Regions from separate parts of the Mus musculus genome. Here all the other regions are linked to region 1. The links are chromatin contacts, called in public promoter capture Hi-C maps. All regions are on one chromosome and are shown on one strand. The core of a region is the stretch at or near the end of the contact, and the rest is flanking DNA. Distances in the headings are between cores, read along the strand shown.

Region 1 (4,935 bases), core at 734-3,233:
CTCACTATGTAGTTGAATATTGATTTAAATTGCTGATCCTTCTGCTTCTACCTCCTGAGTGCTTGGATTACAACTGTAACTTCCCCTCCCCCCTTCAGTAGCGAGGCTTGAACCCAGAACCTTTTGCATGCCAGGCAAGATCTCTCACAACTTAGCTACATTGGTAATATTCATATATATGTATAACATGGACCAAAAAATGTGTGTGTGAACAACGCAGGGCAATGGAGTGGATGGAGCTGGAAGAGAGAAGGCGGGATGGAGGGTAAGCCAGGGAGGAAGGGAGGTGACAGAAGATGACAGTGTGAGCAGGACGAATCTGGAAAGGGAAGGGAAGTGACAGATAGTAGCGACTCCACATTAGAGGTGATGGCAGAAAGGATGTGTCTCCAGGGACTCAGGGCTGGACGTGGGTCTGGATGAGGCACTCACCGGAGCCTCCGACATGAGTACTGGGTGCAGGTTTGGCTCGGACTTGACATGTTTGCTGTAGGTATGATCCAGGATGGCTCGGAAGCACTCCCAGTCCTCAACTAGGGACAGAGGACCAGCGTGGAGAGATAGATGGGAAGGTGGGAAGGAAGGCAAGGATCAGAGACAGGAAGTAAAGGAAGGAGGGAGGCCAAGTCTGAAGGTAGGTGAGTCCAACTTCTGCTTACAAGCACCACCCCCCTTAAGTTCCAGAATTCTAGGGGAACTGGTCTGAAATCCCAGCAGTTGTAGGGAACAGTGAGACCCTTGGGACTTGGGCAGCAGCAAGCAAGGTTCTGTGGGTATGGAGATCGGCAGCCACACACTGGGCGTGGGGCTCCCAGTCTGTTTCAGAAAGTAGTGGGTGAGGGTCCCTTACTCATGCCATTCTTGAGGGGCGACATGACCTCCGCTCCATCCCGAGGCACGTGCAGGGCATTGGTGTCGATGTGGAAAATCTTCCCTTTCTTCTCTTTCTCCCCCTCCAGCTCCAGCCCGCCCCCCTCTTCTGCGGCCAGCAGCCCCACAGTGGTGGGGAAGTCAGCCTGGTTACAAGGAACATGAGCAGGGAGCTAGATTATTCCCTTCTTTTTTGGAGACAGGCTCTCACTGTGAACCTCTGGCTGGCCTGGAACTGTCGCTGTAGACCAGGCTGGACTTGAACTTACAGAGATCTGCATGTCTCTGCGTCCAGAGTGATGGGATTTAAAGGAACGCACTACCCTGCCCAGCTGGATCATCCCTGCTAGTCCCTGGTTCAATTGCACTCAAGGCCCTCAGCCACCCCCGGGGTCCTTCCCCTGTCTCCACTCAGGTGAGCTACTTGAATTGACCTGTGCGCATTTGTTCATAGGCCGACCCGCCTGGCAGAGGGTGTCCGAGCCCCTGGGATTTGGGGAGGGGACTGGAAGGCTCACCTTGGGGCAGTCCTCCCCAGCGTACCCAGCTCGGACTGAGAAAGAGCCAATGTCAAAGACGAGCGCCCCCACCTCATCTGTGCAAGGAGACAGGCTTGTGAGGAGACCTCTCCCAAACTGTCTCCCTATATAGCTTGGAGAGGATTCTGGGGTTATAGCCACAGTTTAAACTTCAGCGGGGAGTGGGTGGGAGATCCACCTGGACTTCAGGGCGTTCTGGAAGTAGAGGGTCAAAGCCACCAGAGTTCCCTCTTGCCTAGCGGCCTGGCAGGGAAAAGAAAGGTCCAGGGCCCGAGAGGCAGTGTACACTTGGGAACCCCAAGAGAATGGAAAGCAGAAGTAGTGGGAGACCCAAACCTCAGACTGGACCTGATGCAGTACGGAGGTGACAGGCCCAGGGATGCTCAGGGCTTGGGACGCGCGGGTTCGGGATGCAGGGCTGTAGACCAGGCCGAGAGCCCAGTGCCCCAGGCCGGCTCACCTCCGCCGTAGACGCCCCCGCTCATAGTGCCCTCTCTACGCTGCTCGCGGCCCGTGGGCGGCGGCGGGATCAGCACCGAGGCGGCCGGACAGCTCCCGGGATCCCGGGCGGGGCGGGGCGCAGCGGCGGCCAATCAGAACACTGGATCCCCTGCCCCCAACGGCGCGGCCGATTGGTTATGAAGCGAGACAATAACCCGGCTGGGGGCCGCTGCTTTAAAGGTACAGCCGCTTCTTCATTCCGAGGTTGGGAGGAGGCGAGGGTCCAATTGCAAAGACTATGGACACAGAGAAAAGAGGAAAGAGATGGAGACGAGGACTCCACAGGGCAACGGATGGAATGGGACCTTCTGATGACATGGGACCCTCGTTTCTTGGTCTTTTTTATTTATTCATATTTTTACGTAGGTGAGGGAGGGGTCTCCTCTCAACCAGAGATGTCCATCCTCAGACTCCTGAGCCAGAGTCTACCGCATTCAGTCTAAATGCAATCACAGAAATGAGGAGATGAGAAGACTGAGGGACCAGAGGAGTATGCCTCTCCATCTCTTCCTGTGTCTTTTTACCTTTGTCTCTGGGCTTATTTATTTATTTATTTATTTGACCAGAATGGTCTCAAACTCAGAGAGATTTCCATGCCGCTGCCTCCAGTACAGCACACGACTAGATTTTCCTTTTTCTTCCTTCCTTCCTTCCTTCCTTCCTTCCTTCCTTCCTTCCTTCCTTCCTTCCTTCTTTCTTTCTTTCTTTTCTTTCTTTTTTTCGAGACAGGGTTTCTCTGTGTAGTCCTGGCTGTCCTGGTAATCACTCTGTAGACTAGGCTGGCCTCGAACTTAGAAATCTGCCTGCCTCTGCCTCCCAAGTGCTGGGACTAAAAGCGTGCGCCACCACTGCCCAGCCCACAACTGGCTTTTCTTTTATTTAAGACAGGGTCTCATGTAGCCCAAACTCAAACTAATATATATATGAGGATGGCTTTGAACTTGTGGTCTCTTTACCTTCACTTCCTGGGTACTAAGATTACAAAGCCTATGCCAACACCCCAGTTTATGAGGGTCAGGGGATGGAACCCAGGCCTTCAGCATGTTAGACATGAACCGCATCTCCAGCCCCTTTCCTTCATCTTTCTGATGGCCATTTTTCCTTCTTGACTTTGTACATAACATATAATAAACATGTGAGTGCTCATGGCTAACATATAGTCACCTGGCTAACCTAGCAAGCCTTCTTTTTTACTATTTCTAAATTTTGAGATTATAATATATATGTATATATACTTAAAGATTTATTTATTTTATGTACACGAGCACACTGTCGCTGTTTGTCTTCGGACACACCAGAAGAGGGCATCGAATCTCATTACAGATGGTTGTGAGCCACCATGTGTTTTGGGAATCGAACCCAAAGCCTCCGGAAGAGAGCAGCCAGTGCTCTTAACCACTGAGCCACCTTTCCAGCCGTGAGATTTCAGGGATGACCGTTTTGTACTGATTTGTTCTTCCCTGGGGAAGATTATTTCTCCTGCTCTCAGCATTCTAGCTAGCCTTCTTGATCCATGTCTCTACACAGACACCTGTGGTCTAAAGTCAGTCACCAGGAAGTCCTGTTCTTTGCTGAGTGTAGTGGCAAACACTGTCTTTCCAGCATTTTGAAGGCTATGGCAGGATAGTAAGTTTGAAGTGGTCTGTGCTACACAGGACTTAGAGAGAACTTGTCTCAATAACTACAGTAGGGAAAAGAGATGTGGAAGAGATGCCTAACTGGGAAAGCACAAGGACCTTCGTTTGGAGCCCAGGCTCTCCTGTAAAGTCCAAGTGTGGCAGCTGGTACCTGCAGGGTGGGGGAGGTAGAGACAGGAGGATCCCTGGGGCTTGCTGGCTGCCCAGTCGCACAGAAACCATGTGCTCTGGGATCAGTGAGAGACCCTGTCTCAAAAAATAAGGTAAAGAATGACTGGGAAAGACACTTGACATTGAGCTCTGTCCTTGATACACACATACATATATGTGTTCGTGCAACTGAACACTTGTGTGTGTACATACAGAACACCACACGTGCACACAAAGTCCATTTTCTGAAAGGTCCCTAGGTTCTTATGGGTCCCTGGCATCACTGACATAGCAATTTTGACAGTAAAGGTTAAGGAATGTCTTTGATAGTCTGGAGTGGCCAAGAGACTCTAGGTGACTCATGAATCCAGGCATACGTGTTTATGTGTGCTAGTGTGTCTTATGTGTACATAGGTACATGGAATGCATGTGTACACTGGAGACACTTCCCTGTTCTGCCAGAGGTGGCACTAGAAGAGAGAGGGGACCGCAATAGACATGGACTTGTGAAAATGTCTCTACTTACCAGATACATTTTGTGGAGGGTTGAGTGATGTGTCTGCCGTGAGATTTGTTCCTCGGTGAATGGCTGTTTGTTGAGGATTAGGAGGTGTGGCTCAGGAGGAAGCCTGTTGCTGGGAGGAGGGCTCTGAGGTTTCCAGATGTGAGCGCTCAGCTGTTCCTGCTACTAGGCCACTGCTCAGTCATCATGGCCTCTAAGCCCGAGGAACAAAAGCCTAACGCAAGCCTTCTCAAAGCTGTCTTGGCTACTTATCACAGCAACAGAAAGTAACCAACACAGCCGGACAGTGCTAGGGCCTGCCTTTAATCCCAGCAGTCAGATGGCAAAAGTAGGAGATCTCTGTGAGTGTGAGGTCCACCTGAGCTACAGAGCAAGTTCCAGGACAGCCCAGGCTACACAGAGAAACCTTGTCTTGAAAAAAAAAAAAACCTCAAAAAAATAAAAGGAACAAAAGAAAGAGAGAGAGAGAGAGAAGGAAGGAAGGAAGGAAGGAAGGAAGGAAGGAAGGAAAGAAAGAAAGAAAGAAAGGAAGGAAGGAAGGAAGGAAGGAAGGAAGGAAGGAAGAAAGGAAGAAAGGAAGAAAGGAAGAAAGGAAGAAAGGAAGGAAGGAAGGAAGGAAGGAAGGAAGAAAGAAAGAAAGAAAGAAAGAAAGAAAGAAAGAAAGAAAGAAAGAGGAAGGAAGGTAGGTAGGTAGGTAACCAATACATTCGCTATG
Region 2 (4,935 bases), core at 863-3,362, 230 kb before region 1:
GGAACCAGAAAGTTAATAGCCCAGAGCCACAAACCTGCTACAGGACCCTTGGTGGAATGAGATGCTTGGATGTTTTACAAAATGAAGGTCTTGATTAGTTTGTCAAGAGCAGCTGGAACCTTGAACAAACACTGAGCACTCTCCTGTTAGTCCCCAACAAGAATGGAAGCCAGCAGTCTCCTTTGAAGCAATCATTAAGTGTTAAAACCCACATTTGGGGTAAGTACTTTTTACTCAGAAGTATTTGAATAGCCAGGTATAGTGGTACATGCCTTTAGTCCCAGCACTCAGAAAGCAGAGACAGGCAAGTCTCCTGAGTTTAAGATCAGCTCGGACTACATAATGAGTTCCAAGACAACCAGAGCTATGTAGAGAGACAAATAATAGTTTGTACAACTAGAGCAGTATGTGTGCAGTGTTGTTTTGACACAGTTACTTGGTAACTTAGGTTGGCCTGGAATTCCTGATTCTGTCTCTACCTCAAGTGTTCATCACACCCAGCCAAAGTGGAATTTAAAACACTTTGACTACTGTTTGACTACACACTTGCACACTCAACTCTGGGGATTGAACCTAGGGCTTTGTACATGCTTTCCCCAGGTACTACCACTCATCTGAACCTACCCTGCCTGAAACCGTATCAAAATAATTTGTGTAACTCAGACTGTCCTTGGACATAGAATCCTTCTGCCTCAGCCTCCCAAGTGCTGGGACATTCTTGGAGCCTCGGTGTCAGGCTAAGGCTCAAGTTCTAATAACTAAAGCTGGGGATTTAAATGGAGAGGAAGGTCTGACCCCACACTTGGGACAGTGCTTTCCACTTGCCATGGGGGTCGGGGCAGGAAAAGGGTAGAAGACCCTGAAGCAGTTTAATCCTATCTAAACTCCCAAGAACAGTTCGGTAATTTAGGGGGGGAAACATTTTATTCTATTATAAAAAAAAAAAAAACTAACAAAATTACAGACTAGCATTCCAGAGTTATGAGGGCTACGCTTCCCAGCGCCTCAGCATCCGATGCATGAGAAAGGTATCTTCTGAAGGGCGGGGCCGGGCTTGAAGCCTTAGTGGGGGCAGCCCATCCACTGTCAAGTGCGGAGATTCGGACCACAGAGAATCTGGGTTGCACAGCATGGTCATGTCTGGGCCCGGCCCGAGCACCTCCTATGGGAAGGTGAAGCAGGTTACACTCGAGGTGGAGGAAGAGAGCCCAGGGGGTAGAGGGATGTCCAGGTCCCTGCATCCCTTCCTTCACCTTCAGGGGCGGGGCTCGGGGCTGCGGTGGCAGCATCGCCAGCTTCTCCCTCAGCGCCGCGTTCAGTACCTGCTCCTCGGGCACCTGCAGACTCACCAGGTCTCGGTAGAGTCGCTTAGAGCGCGGCACGTTCAACCCTGCGAGCGCAGGGAAGGCGGGACTGAGGATCGCCCTTCACCCAGACCACCGCGCCCGGCCGGCCGCCTGCCCCCCTCACCCTCCGCCACGGTCTCCTCCAGGGCACAGCGGGTCCGGAACGACTTTCTCAGCTGCTCCTCTACCGCCTTGGAGGCATCAAACTGGCCGCTGGCGACAGCGGCGCGCGCGTTCTGCAGCTCCAGACTCAAAGCCAGGCTGCTCTGCAGGGCCGGTGCCTCCAGCTCATGATCGTCGCCCGGTGCACCGGCCACCAGCAGCGGCTCGGACCGCACCGGGGAGGGCGGCGCCAGTTGAAAACGAACCTGGGAGTGGAGGGCGGAACCGTGAGCTGCAGATCCCGGGGCGCTCGGCGGGCGGGGGGCCGGGCCTTCACGCCGCTCACCTGCCGCCCCCTCCGGCTACCGCCCCGCCGCCCCTTCCGCTGACCCGGGCTGCTCTTCCGCGCCTTCGGACTTTCGGGCAGCGGGCTCGGGCTAAGGCTCAAGTCCAAGCCCGGCTCGGGCTCTGGGGCTCGGGGTTCCGGGGCTCGCGGCTCCGGGGGTGGCCCCGGGACCTCCAGGGCCTCTTCGCCTTCAATGGACTCTAACGCAGACGCCCCGAAGCCCATCATCTTGTTCTAAAGGCTCGGGGTTTCAGGACGCGGGGTCTCCTCTTTTCTCCCACCCTCCGGGGCTACCACTACCGGAAACCGTTAGCCCTTACCCACCGGAGTAAGACACGCCCGCCGCGCCACTCCATTGGCGCTCCTGGACGTCATTCCCACCGCTCCGCCCTCCAGCTTCCGGACGCACTTCCGCCCTCACACGCTAACTTCGCCTTTAAGGCGGGGCGTTAGAGCGACGGTGCCCTAGGTACTCTACGGATTCCTATCTAGACTACTTTTCCTTAGGGAACGGGGGTGTGGCGTCTTTGCCTGTCAGACTCTAATGCTCATTTGTTCTGGGATTAAAGCGTTAGTCCTCTTTCACTGTAACAATATCCTCGCTGCTCTCGCATCTAGAGGTCCCGAGTGGCGCCCCCACCCCCCTTCCTGAAGGTTTTGGTCATTTTTGAACGCCGATCAAATCTTCCCTGTACGTGGAAGCAGATTCGTTGCAAAATCCCTGGATTCTGATATTTGCATAAGGAAGTACTAAGGGAATTGACGGAATATTGCCTTAATTTTAAATCCATATCCTGGGGGTTGGTTCAGAGGGTAAAGGCGATTGCCATCAAGACTGACAATTCCAGGGTCACACGTGGTGGAAGGAGAGAACTGACTCCTTTCTGTTGTCCTCTGATGCACACTTAGACTAAGGAAAATCCACATCCTAGTCTCTCAGTCCACCAAACCACACCACCACATACACACAACACACAGAGACATTTTTAAAAAGCAATGACGGCTTAGGAGTTAGAAGCAGCTGGGCCGTGGTGGCACACGCCTTTAATCCCAGCACTTGGGAGGCAGAGGCAGGCGGATTTCTGAGTTCGAAGCCAGCCTGGTCTACGGAGTGAGTTCCAGGACAGTCAGGGCTACACAGAGAAACCCTGTCTTGAAAAGCAAAAACAAAGGAAAGGAACGAATAAGAAAGAATCTGAGTTTGGATCCCCTGCGTCTGCATCTGTGTAAAACCCAATAACCCCCGGGGCTCAATGGCCAGCCAACCTAGCCAAAACATGGAGCTCCAGGCTCACATCGAGTCCCTGCCTTAACAAATAAGGTGGGCAGTGATAGAGGAAGACACCTTGATGTTCATTTCTGGCCTCTACACACACACACATAAATGGGGAGACTGCACCTACACACACAGATGTGCAGCATTCATTTAGCACATACGCATTAAAAGAAAGCCGGCAGCTAATGCTGATGGTTGTGAAGGCAGGTGACCAGTACTCGGAGTCTGCATTTGGATAAGCCTGTAACTCCTGTGACTAAGAGGGTTTCTCCTTATAATGCAAAACACAGCTGGAACCTTAAAGGTAATAAGATCATTTCTGGTGAAACCAAAAGGAGAGCGACTATAGTCCAGAAACAAATTCAGATCTCCCCAAATACCACACCCAAATATGGTAATGGGGTCATAAAGTTCTTACATGAACAAGGAACACAGACAATCATAAATCAAGGTTATCTCTCAAACACCCAGCTGGGAACATCAGGTCGGAGCAGAGAGGCCACGTCTGCTACAGACCTCGGAGGAGTCAGCCTTTGGGCTGGGGAAGCTGTTTGTACTTTTCAAAAAGACTTACCTGGTAGTTTCAAGGATGTTAGGTCAAATACAAGACCTGGGCAATGAATGGTGTGTGTGTGTGTATGTGTGTGTGTGTGTGTGTGTGTGTGTGTGTGTGTGTGTGGATGTGCGTAATGAATTTCACTTTCCACTTTTTTTTGGGGGGGGAGGGGGTCCAGACAGGGTTTTTCTGTGTAGCCCTGGCTGTCCTGGAACTCATTTTGTAGACCAGGCTGGCCTTGAATTTACAAATCTGCCTGCCTCTGCCTCCCAAGTTCTGGAATTAAAGGTGTGTGCCATCACTGCCTGACCCACTTTAAAAAAAAAAAAAGTGTGGGCTGGAGAAATGGCTCAGCGATTAAGAGCACTGACTGCTCTTCCAGAGGTCCTGAGTTCAATTTCCAGCAACCACATGGTGGCTCACAACCATCTGTAATGGGAACCTGAATTTGTTCCCTGGGAACCACACAGTGGAAGAAAACCAGCTCCAGCAAGCTGTCCTCCGACTGACACACAGGTTATAGCATGAGCTAGTCCACACCCACATCTAAAAATAAAGGTTACAATTTCAAGTGGGCGGGGACTGTGCTGTAGCTCAGGGGTGGGTTTGTACTGGGTCCTAGCTTTGTCTTCCTGCCCTCCTAGTTCCTGGCACTCAGAATTCTCTCTCCTCCCCTGTATGTCCTTTACAACATCCTGCCAGGTTCCCCTTTTATTGTTTTGGCAGCTGATGAATGGGGTGTCAAGGATTCTGGCAAAAGGCCCTGATGTTTGGGGAAAGAGGTGTTTCCAAGATGCAGTTCTCTGTCTGTCCAGACTGCAGCCCCAACCACCTGGTCTTGCACACATCGCTTCCAAGCCAGCTCTGGCTCCACCCCCAGCCCCAGCTTTGTGCAATGAGGAAAGAAGGTAGGACTGGAAATGTGGCCCCAGGGAGGTTAGAACCCCGTAAGGCGTACTCTGAGCTGCTTATCCACACCTGCCATCTGTGGAATTGTAGAAATGGGCGCCTCAGAGAGATGCCCGGGGAAGGCAGGATGTGATCATGCGTGTAACCCCAGCCAGGGAGATCACAAGTTCACAGCTAGCCTTGGCTGTAAGAGAGACTCTGTCAGAGGGTGCCTAGCATGCATGAGACTCTGGGTTCCATCTCCAGCACTTCATAAAACCAGTTGTGGTGGTGTACACCTGTAATCTCAGTACCCCAGAGATGGAGGCAGTAGACTTAGTAGTTCACAGTAATTGCTTTGTACATAGGATGTTGGGGGCCAACCTGGATCCATGAGAGCTTTTGTTTAAAAGAAAATAGC
Region 3 (4,935 bases), core at 1,000-3,499, 200 kb after region 1:
CCTCAAAGTTGCGGTGCTGTCTCAGGGTGTAGGGGGCAGGCAGGAACCTGAGCAGCCAGAGGCAAAGCCTACCGGCCCCTCTAATGGGTGGCAGGAGACAGCAGAACACGTTGGGGACAGGATGCCCACGGTTCTGGGAAGGGGGTGGATAGAGGCCGCCGTCCCCACCCTCCATTGTTCCAGCCTGGATAGCGTTTTCCTGTCTCCAATTTACACACTGTCTGTGCAACAGGCTGCTCTTCAGCCTGTTGAGCTGAGCCCAGACTCACTTTCCCTGCATCCACAACACGCCAGTTTGCCTCCAGCTCACTTCAGTCCCCCAGTTCCCAGACCCACCTCTCACCTCCTTCCCTCCAGGGCTCCATTTCTAGGTCGTCGTCCCCTCCCCCCCCCACCACCACATCTCCCAGTTTACACCTCCTTTAGGGCCTGAGGCCTTGGATAAACTAATTAACATTTCTAAAGCTTTAGTTTGTCACCTGTTAAGGAAACAAGAACTCTCCTTTTTTGCTGGGCAAAATAACAGTAAAATAATCGCAGTTGGCACAGGTGAAGGCAGGGGCTTGAGAATCATTCAGGTAGCGCAGGCGAGAAGGGGCATTTCCTATTGGCCCGTCTTTCCCTCCAGACACACTTCATGGGTGCTCTGCCCATTTGACTTCCTCCTCTCCAGGAGCCCAAAGTCTGTCCTCACCCCATTCCCACACTTTGATCAGCCCAGAACAGCACTGCCCAGCCTAGAGGGAGCTCCTTTGATTCCATCGCTTCAGGGAGAGATCTCCCCCACTCTTGTGTCCCACTCCCCAGATTCTCCTTTGATTCTAAGCAGCAAGGGAGGTTGTGGGGGAGCCAAATTCATTGAAAAGAGATTAGGGAGGCAGGAAAGGGGGTTATGAGTCCTGTGCAGCCCCAAGAGGGACTGTGGAGTTAGGGGCTCACAGATCTGAAGAGGCATTTGGAGAGGAATACAGAAGGAAAAAAAAAAAAAAAACCAGAAATCTGAGGCGGGCTAGGAGGCGGCCAGCTGGGGTGAATTAGGGCGACACAGGCCGGTGTTAGGCAGTTTCTGCGGGCTTGCATGGCTGGAAGAAAGCCTCAGCCTTGGGAAAAGTTGAGGTCTAAATGGCATGTAAAAGGTTGGGGTACAGCCTTGAGAAAAACAAGAAAAGAGTCTGCACGAGGTCAGTAGCCTGGCCAGCCATTTGGGAGTTGGAGAGTGGGGCTGCAGATGGGGCCATCCTGACTGGGGTGTGGAGTCCAGGTGTGAATGAACGCTAGGGAACCAGAGGTGGGGGTCGCTTTACGGCCTAGCTGGGGTCTGCCTCGCCTGCAAGTGCCCCTTCAGGAACTTTCCCCTGGAGTTTAGCCAGAGGTGGAGAGAGGATAAAAACTTTGGGGGATAGTTTTGAACATTAGGGTGGACAGGAAAAGGAAGGCTGTCATGGGCCTTTGGCATCAGGACTGAGAATTTAGAAGGCTGGGTAAGGGAAGGTCCCGGGTCTGAGCTCTCGACTCCATCTCTTTCCCAAACAAAAGAAAAACCCCACTCCCCGCCAGGCCGCCTCCTCCCCGCCCCCTCCCGTTCTAGTGCTATTGGTCCGAAGTGTTTAAGGGGTACCGGAGTTGGGATAGGGAGAGACCAGCTTTTGCACTCTGAGGCACAACTTTGGGGGACCCCAAGAACAGGGGGCACCCCAAGAAAACTCACCTTCTAAAGCAGTGGCGAGGGAAGCCCAGCACAGCAGCGCTCGGAGCTCCATGGCGCCGCCTCACTTTGGCTGAATGCGATCCGAGTTTGGGGGGCCCTGGCCCCCCCAGGTCTGACCCTCCCCTGGGCGGGTGCACACCGACTCTGCTGCTGGGACTTTCCGTCGAGGGCCTCTCAACGATGGCCCATGCGGGCGCGCCAGGCACCCGCGCTCAGGTGCGGCCCCCACGTCCCCGCCGCAGCGCGCGCGCGCGGGGAGGCCAGCCTTGAGGGGGGACGTCCTGGCAGTGGCCGTCGCTGGGCGGGCGGAGATCGGGACGTGGCTGAGAGTTAGGGGTCCCTTCGGGGCTTCGGGGGTCCCGCCCTGGCTGGCTGGGGTGGGCCGATTGCTCGCGGTCTCTCTCGCTCCCTGGAGTGGTTGGTGGATGTCGCGCCGCCGGGGTTAGTGCGCCGGTCGCGGTCAAGGAAGGTGGAAACCAAAGTGGGAACCGAGCAGGAGGGAGGGAAACAGGCTGGGCCAGGGCTGGGCCGAGTCGAGACTGAGTCGGGCGGCGCCTGGCCTAGGAGGGAGGGGCGCATAGGAGGCGGAGACAGTCCCATGTCAGAGTTTCCCCCCGCCCCATCTCCCAACACCCTGGAGCCCGGGTTTCTCTGGGAGGGGGGGGTGCACGGGGAGCTGATTGGCTCCTATGCTGCTGAATAATTCATGAGAGGGGGGGCCGCCCGAACTGAGCCTGTCGGGAAGTTAGGAGAAAGTTTGCAAGAGGGGGAGGGGCGGCATGTGTGGAACTTAGGGACTGTCCAGGGGTGCTGGGTGTCCCATGCCTACTACCCCTGATTGTGCATGTTGGGGCAGTAGCCCAGGAATCCTCAGGACTGACCTGAACCTACCAGGCCTCACAGATGTGTGCGTAAATGTGAATGCCCCCACACAAAGCCTGCTTTGACCTTGCAGCGGGACCTGAGATTCCACATCTGGATGCGCCCCCTGCCACCTAGTTGGAGCAGGGGATTGCATTTGGGAGGAGAAGGTTAAAACTTTGCATTTGGGTATGGAGAGCTTCCCAACAGACCTCCGTTCCTCAAGCAATAATCCCAGCTTGTCTATCTCCGGAGAGAGCGCTCACACAATCAGTGCGTGCTCGTTAAGTCCTGGAGATCCACTGAGCGCGCAGCCTAACGCTGGAGAAAGTGGTTTGAAACCCAAAGTATAGAAAATGTAAATAAAAGGCAGGCGTGTCAGAGAGGGTGAGGGATCTCCGTAACACCTCATTTCATTTTTTTAAAGGAGGGGGACACTTCCCCGCCGCCTGCAGCCTTGACCTCCAAGGCGGGGGTAGGGACCGTTGTGGCTCTTTCCTGAGGCTGTTTCCTGTCTGGCTCCTGGGGGCCCTCGGGATGGCTGGGAGGGCCCTTCCTCTCATTTGCTAGCACCCCCTCTCATCCATCAGTTTGAGGGGAGGGTCCAGGAAAGACGGCCTCCTATCTACATCAGGGCACTGTGAGTGTGGGGCACGGGATGGTTGGATGAGAGAGGTGCTGTTCCCGAAGTCGGTCCTTTAAGGGCTGCGGTAAGGAGACTTTAATTTAAGGTAATTAGTACAGGGTCTGGAAACTCTGAGGTAGGAGTCTGGGGCACCTGGGAGTCTGCCAAATACCCTAAGGGCGCACACACACACCCCAGCGGGCGCGGGAGACCGGTGATGACCTCTTGTCCGCCTGCGCGCACACACACACCAGCGGGCGCGGGAGACCCGTGATGGCCTTTTGTCCCCGTGCACTTATCTTCCTGGCGCAAGTAGTGCTCCCCACCCCCTGCCCTTCCTCACAGCCCTGCCTGGGTCCCGCTCCGGGGTGGGGGGTCAGCCAGGGCAGGAAACAGCCGGCTTGGCTGGAGCCAGGCTGACCGGCTAGATCTGGGAGTCCCCTCCTCCTTCCCCACGCAGACTCAGGCTCCCCTTCTCTTATCCACAGACACCCCCTTTTTTGCAGCTATCATTCTGCATCCGGGTCCCCCTGAATTTCTGAGTCGTGGCTTGTTCTCACCCTAGGAGCCACCATCAGCAGCCCACTTCAAGCCTTTGATTGCTTAAAAATTTTCACATTTAGTGGGATAAGCAATTCATTAGTATGCAGAGACGATTAACGCCTCAATAGAGGAGAGACAAGCAGCCTGGATGACAGAGGCAGGCGTGGAGGAGGGTTCGGTTGATGAGACCCAGCTGAAAAGATGAAAGAGCCCATCAGATTATTCCGAAAACCCAAAGACAGTGTATCAGTAAGAATGACTCCTGGGCTGGCCTCTCTGCTGCTATCAGTAGAGAATTTGGTAAACAGTTTCTCTAGCACCCAGAAAGCCCTGAGTTCCATCCCATTCCTACACAGATCCAGTGTGGTCATACTCCCACAACTTGGGAGGAAAGTGGAACCAGACTGGACTACATTGCAAGTCTTACACACACACACACACACACACACACACACACACACACACACACACACAGAGAGAGAGAGAGAGAGAGAGAGAGAGAGAGAGAGAGCGCGCACTGGTGAAAATCCCGTGATTTCCCTTTTCCATGCAAGTGACGCCCGAGATCTTTACTCCCCGGGTCAGGAAGCACCCTCCATTTATCCTGTGTGTGTGAGGTCATTCCTTCCACTCCCGGACCACCAGAAACTCCTGCTGCCAGCACTGAGTTGCTTAGCCTTCTGCTGCAGGTGAGAACTCCCATTAGCCCAAAATCAGTGTTTGTCCCAAAGACCCAACCAAATCTCAAACCTTTTTGTTTTTCTTCTTCTTCTCGGTGTTAGGGGACTTGGAGGAACTGGGACGTGGCTCTGTGGTAGAAGTGCCAGCTGCCAAAGCGGACAACTTGAGTTTGAATTTCAAGGTAAACATAGTGGAAGGAGAAAACCGATTTCCAGAAGTTGTCTGTCATCTGTGACCTCCACATGGACACTGTGGCCTTCACTGGCTCTCTCCTAACGCAATAAATATGCAAATAAAAAATAGGATTACGGGCTGGTGAGATGGCTCAGTGGGTAAGAGCACCCGACTGCTCTTCCGAAGGTCTGGAGTTCAAATCCCAGCAACCACATGGTGGCTCACAACCACCCATAATGAGATCTGATGCCCTCTTCTGGTGTGTCTGAAGACAGCTACAGTGTACTTACGTATAATAAATAAGTAAATAAATCTTTAAAAAAAAAAAAAAATAGGATTACAA

Evidence for each region. Capture Hi-C pulls out chosen DNA fragments and counts their contacts.
Region 2: a contact with region 1 is called in a promoter capture Hi-C map of adipose tissue. The contact joins the promoter of Ppp1r35 here to the promoter of Actl6b in region 1. A contact is called at or near these places in 15 of 39 promoter capture datasets (3T3-L1-derived adipocytes, the C10 cell line, the HPC-7 cell line and 9 more), 1 of 15 datasets of contacts at CTCF or cohesin (large pre-B cells), 2 of 484 Hi-C or Micro-C datasets (bone marrow-derived macrophages and nephron progenitors), 15 of 115 datasets of contacts at active chromatin or transcription factors (the 230-238 cell line, acute myeloid leukemia, bone marrow-derived macrophages and 10 more) and 5 of 9 other capture datasets (adipose tissue, embryonic stem cells, liver and 2 more).
Region 3: a contact with region 1 is called in a promoter capture Hi-C map of adipose tissue. The contact joins the promoter of Ephb4 here to the promoter of Actl6b in region 1. A contact is called at or near these places in 2 of 484 Hi-C or Micro-C datasets (B cells and embryonic stem cells), 1 of 115 datasets of contacts at active chromatin or transcription factors (embryonic stem cells) and 1 of 9 other capture datasets (adipose tissue).

What each region holds. Positions count from the first base shown.
Region 1 is chr5:137,550,594-137,555,528 of GRCm38.p6, reverse strand. Actl6b (actin-like 6B) reads right to left here and starts at 1,983. Exons shown (of 14, transcript NM_031404.5): 1 at 1,870-1,983; 2 at 1,389-1,465; 3 at 851-1,016; 4 at 433-533. The coding sequence starts at 1,894.
Region 2 is chr5:137,776,081-137,781,015 of GRCm38.p6, reverse strand. Ppp1r35 (protein phosphatase 1, regulatory subunit 35) reads right to left here and starts at 2,112. Exons shown (of 4, transcript NM_027242.5): 1 at 1,795-2,112; 2 at 1,471-1,714; 3 at 1,254-1,390; 4 at 909-1,162. The coding sequence starts at 2,022. The coding sequence ends at 989.
Region 3 is chr5:137,347,423-137,352,357 of GRCm38.p6, reverse strand. It overlaps Ephb4 (Eph receptor B4), which reads right to left and starts at 2,249. Exons shown (of 17, transcript NM_010144.6): 1 at 1,709-2,249. The coding sequence starts at 1,760. It overlaps Gm52791 (a long non-coding RNA gene), which reads left to right and starts at 2,306. Exons shown (of 3, transcript XR_003955817.1): 1 at 2,306-3,279; 2 at 4,292-4,426; 3 at 4,520-4,758.